Regions from separate parts of the Danio rerio genome. Here region 1 is linked to region 2. A link is a contact called in public HiCAR-type data. All regions are on one chromosome and are shown on one strand. Each heading gives the region's core, a stretch centred on a gene start, on an enhancer-like site or on the middle of the called end of the contact. The rest is flanking DNA. Distances are from core to core; before and after follow the strand shown.

What was found. HiCAR-type assays count read pairs that join an accessible place to other places.
Region 1: a HiCAR-type map of caudal fin shows a contact between it and region 2, with 10 times the contacts expected there. The contact joins the promoter of mecom here to the enhancer-like site in region 2. A contact is called at or near these places in 7 of 18 Hi-C or Micro-C datasets (caudal fin, embryo and hematopoietic stem cells) and 2 of 4 datasets of contacts at active chromatin or transcription factors (caudal fin and embryo).

What each region holds. Positions count from the first base shown.
Region 1 is chr15:38,330,914-38,333,616 of GRCz12tu, forward strand. It overlaps mecom (MDS1 and EVI1 complex locus), which reads right to left and starts at 1,272. Exons shown (of 16, transcript XM_073923918.1): 1 at 963-1,272. The coding sequence starts at 999.
Region 2 is chr15:38,098,796-38,101,495 of GRCz12tu, forward strand. All of the region lies in intron 2 of mecom (MDS1 and EVI1 complex locus), which reads right to left. Among named protein-coding and RNA genes, the nearest start is that of egfem1, 220 kb to the left of the region's middle. Within about 2 kb of position 1,411, at least 5 of the 62 cell types and tissues checked have an H3K27ac peak or open chromatin away from gene starts, as enhancers often do.

The DNA.
Region 1 (2,703 bases), core at 22-2,521, 230 kb after region 2:
GAAATATTGCATGGATTTTCGTTGTTTATTGCAAAAGAGCAACAAAAAAGAAAAGTTAAGAAAATTGCTCAAATCAGACTCTGCAGCCCACTGCGCACGAGGGGGCCGAATTATTCACAGACCTGAGCGAAATACATTCGTTCCGAATAAATCTATTGAGGAGGGGAACAGCTTCCCACTAACTACTTGATGTTGAGTTTCGGCGTTTGAGCTTGTGTTGTGGCGTGGCATTGAACACACGCATTGAACGTCAACTCAAACAAGCGCCTAAGGCAACCCGTAATCAAAAGCTAAGATTACAGCCGACCGTTTAGAGGGCCATAACAAACAAAAACATTTCTCCAGGCTGTTCATACCGGAACAAAAATTCATAACGGGATTTGATCACTTGTTGCACAACCACTTTCGACAATTGCACAGGGAAAAAAAAAGAAATGTCCACAAATCAAAAATACTTCAAAGCACTTTTTTATCACAGTCCTGTTAATCTAGCATATGTGCAGTTCATTAGATTGCCTGTCGTAACATCAGATGGTAAGCTACCTGTTTGCATTTAAAAGCGTGCCTCCGCAGCTGGCTTTCTGTTGTCGACTATAGGCGAAGCTGTCTTTTCAAAGTCGCTGCTGCAAATTGATGTGACCGGAGCCGTAGAAACTTGCACGGAGGTGTTTTTTTATCGAACACCGGGGCGCTCGGGGCTCGAATAGAGAACGCGATTACAGCATGCGATAGTTAAAAAGTTTGCGCGCCACGCGCAACTTTGATGCCAGTTTCGAATCTAGGTTTGCCATGTCCGATCGCGAGCGACGCTTCTCGTTTAGCTTTTCCTCAACCTCCGCAAGCAAGTAATATTGCTGGGCTCTGCTGACTGTAACTGTTTAGAGACTAAAATGTTTCTATGCATCATAAACATGGACAAGATGGCAGTTTGAAAAGGGCTAAAAAGGAGATGTTGCACCTACCAGTGGTCAGTTTCCTTGCCCTGCCTTTGGACCTCATGATGCCCGTCTTTCGGCGTGGGTTCGTCGGATTTTTTCTCGAATCTTTTCCTCCTTTTTCTTTTTTCCTCTGTCCTTTTTCTCTGTGATTCTCAATCCCAGACGCACTATCTCTCCAGCATTGTCAGTTTGGACACCTTCGCACATGCGCACAGCCCCGAGCTGCCAGCATCGTCAAAAAAGTTTGGAACGATTCATCACCCAAGTATTACAGATCTTGTCAGGTTGCAATAGCCGGCGAGATCCCTCTCGTGTCAGATCTTCAGAGATCAGTGGGCGCGGGACGGAGCTATTCGCGACCTCCGGGTGCACGAGGAACCGGAGACATTAATTATAATGAAGCAGTCTCGAGCGTCCAAGGCGCCCGGTCTTTTGTGTTTTAAATGAAGACGCATTAATCACTGTTCGGGTAAATGACTATTGTAAAACGTTTTCATTAAACGTTTTATGTTGTTTAATTGAGACTTGACCATCGTTATGAATTTATGAAAATGATAAACTTTTACTTCTCTCCCCCTCCCTCAGCAGGCGCGTGGGCAGTCTGTACCGAGGGCAGCCCGCTGAATATTTTTTTCCTTTATGCGACAATTATTAATCTGTAAAGTTTAGTCTCTCTCTTTATGATTTAATGCCAGTTAATGACCAAATACACTGATACAGAATTAAAAAATGAAAACTGTAAAACAATCAATTATTTCCAAGTGTGTAAAACAAAGGTGTTAATGTTATCAGGTAGCAGTTGAGTTGTTTATCACAAATATAGGCTACTCTAATTTTTATGTGAAATGAAATGTGATCTCTGATGCCTTTTCATCGATGTCCAGCAATCTTCAAATTAAATGTATTGCACTGTAGACCTTTATCTGATATGATAAATTATCCTGGACCTGTATAACGAATTTATTAGCTTTATGTTATTTATTATTAGTTTTCAAGACGGGTGAGAATTTGTGAAACTCTTGGGTCATTAAGTTAATTGTCCATTAATTAGAAGCGCGTGACATCACGTTGACCTTGCCCATGAACCTTTAAAAGGGTCGCTTGCCCCTCACTGGCGGTATTGATTGCTAAGTATTTCTAAAACGGATCCAATTAATCTGACATCACTCTGCATAAAAATGAATGGCGCAGAACAAACATCAGCTGCCGCCCACGACTATCTGAGCTGACCAGCACTTACTAAAGCTTACTCGAATAAAACCCACAAGAGTAAACAGAAGAGGAGAAAATGATGGTTCTTTAAATATACAAATCATGATGCAATTATCAAATATCAGTGATCATTAAAAATATCTTGATATCTAATAAAGCCATATTAGAATTGATCTAAAACTCAGCTAAATTGCCCAAATAAGAATTTGTCTTGCATATCAAAAGAACAATAAAATGGGCCAATATTTATTCACATACATGCATGCAACTTATTAGATTGAAACACAAAATATAATATATATATATACAATATAATATATAAAAGTTATATAAAACATAATTTGTTATTATTTTATACTAAATAAAATATATGCACAAAAGAATAAGTACACCATTGCACTGCATGCAACTTCTGTAAGACAAACAAAAACAGAAGAAAAAAAAGTGTGAGCAAGAGAGAAAGGGGGGGGGGGGTTGGGGGGGGGGGATGGCTGTCAGTGCAGTTGTGGCTACCTCTACTTTGCTTAACCATACATTGGCATTAGAAGAGTTT
Region 2 (2,700 bases), core at 161-2,660:
GTTCATTCAGTTTACTTAAAATAAGCAGTTTGAACAAAACATCAAAATATTTTTTTGATTGGGTGTTAATGTTTAAAGAGAGGGAAAGACTGGAGTTGACATGTGACAATTGTATGAACTGTTTTTATGGTTTTACAATAGAAATATAGAGCAAACAGCTATACGAACAGACAACGTTGTCGCATCTTCACACATTCATCATTGGGAAGCAAAAAAAGTTTTCTCTGATTCAATGAAAAAAACGTTTCATTAGATTCACTCATTTTATAAAAGTAAGTGGTTGTGACATTTTGTGACAATTCAGCTCATTTTAAATAAACAGTTGGAACAATCATCAAAAACCCATTTTCAGTGTTTATGTTGAAAGAGAGGGTCAGACTGGAGTTGACATATGACAACTGCACTGTAAAAAAAAAAGTTGACTCAACTTAAAATTTTAAGGCAACACAATTCCTTCATATTGTCTTAACATAAATTGATTAAGTTAACTTAATCATTTTAGCAAATTTAAGTAGACTGAAGATAAATTAAATAAGCACCCCCCATTATTTATACTAAGTAGTTGGAAAAAGCACAAATAAAGGTACAAGTGCTGTCACTGTGGTAGTACCTTTTCAAAAGGTATACATTTATAACTAAAGGTCCTTATCAATACCTTAATGGTACATAATAAAAAGTACAAAAGTGTACCTCGTAAATTGTTTATATTCAGCCATATAGATTGTTTGCAACCACTTACATTACATTTTATACACTGAAAAAAAGCTGGGTTCCACTTACTTCCTTCATGCTGTCCAAACAAAAATCGATTAAGTGAACTTAGTAGTTTTACAAATTTAAGTAGATTTAACAAAACAAATACGTTGTCAAAAAAAAAAAGAATTGTGTTGGTTCAACTCATGTTAAATGAGTTTAAACAAGCGGCATGAGCAATTTGTTTGAGTATAGTGAATCCAATGAATCATTTTTAAGTGTTAGAATTCAAAAAGCTGTAAAAGTGATATATTTATAGCCTGGTCAATTAACAGTGTCTGTCAAATTCAAAATGATTGACACTGCCAATCAAATTAAAGTAGGAGGAGTTTACTGTTACTGCTACCAGAAACAGATCACAAATTTCAGCATAAACAGTTTTAATGTTGAAAGATGATGCTTCCCTGGAGGATCGGTTAGTACAAGCATCATTTCTGTTTTGGATATGAAACGCACTCATGTAAGTGCCTGGACCCGTTGCGCCAGACCGTCGGGGTGTGAAACAGATAGATTGTGTTCTCTGGCTAACATGAAGTTAATTGCTTTGACAGCGGGAATGACAAGACGTGACTCGGGCGCAATAACACAGGCCGGTCTAAAACAGAACCAGTAGTCTGCAGTACAATGCTCTATTCAAACCGTGAGACTTATAGGGGCCACGGGGGGATGCGTTTTTTTTTTCTTCCTTAAAAAACATAGGTGGGAAGTGCTGGACTTGTATTCACACCGCTGATTTTCAGGGTTGAGAAGTCTCTCCTGAAGTGTGGCCTCAGGCACCGTGCGGCACACGGCCGACCGTTGGAATTTGCCACCTCGGGGGGGAAGGGGGAACGGGAGGGGTTTTATGATTTGGGGCTGTGGTAATCACAGATACTTCCCCTTCATTTCCACACACACACATGTATATAAACAGGGCACACTGTATGCCGGCCATTGGGTGCGATAAAGTCCACAGCAGTGTCAAAGGTAACGTTTTTAAAACATAAATTAGGTGATGCTGGAGAATGAAGAGTGTCTCTAAAACCCAAATGGGAAAAGCTGGAAATTTCGAATTCGTAGTACTGTAAAACATGTCAATAATATAGCCATCTACAATACAATTGTTCATTGACTAGTAATCTTTAAATTAAGTCTTCAAGCGCTTCAATTTTTATGTGACAGCCTTATTCTACAATTAATTAAATTAATTTATTTCCTTAAAATTCAACACACAACGCTCCATAACGACAATATAAAAAATGAGTTTTTGAAATTGTTGCAAATTTATTAAAAATAAAAAACCTGAAAAATCACATCTACAGAAGTATTCACAGCCTTTACCGTGACACTCTAAATCAGGGGTGTCAAACTCAATCCCTGGAGGGCCGAAGCCTTGCACAGTTTAGTTCAAACCCTGCTCCAACACACTTACATGTAGGTTTCAAACAAGCCTGAAGGACTCAATTAGTTTCATCAGGTGTGTTTAATTAGGGTTGGAACTAAACTGTGCAGAGCTGCGGCCCTTTTGGAACTGAGTTTGACACCTGTGCTCTAAATTGAGCTCAGGTACATTCTGTTTCCACTGATCATTCTTGAGATGTTTCAGCAGCTTAATTGGAGTTCACCTGTGGTGAATTCGGTTGATTGGACATGATTTGAAAAGGCATTCACCTGTCTATATAAGGTCCCAGGGTTGACAGTGCATGTCAAAGCACAAACAGAGCATGAAGACAAAGGAATTGTCTGTAGACCTCCGAGGCAGGATTGTCTTGAGGCACAAGGCTAGGGAAGGTTACAGAAAAATTTCTGCTGCTCTGAAAGTTCCAATGAGCACAGTGGCCTCCATCAATCATAAGTGGAAGATGTTTAGAACCACCAGGACTCTTCCTAGAGCTGGCTGGCTATCTAAGCTGAGTGATCGGTGGAGAAGGGCCTTAGTCAGGGAGGTGATCAATAACCTGTTGGTCA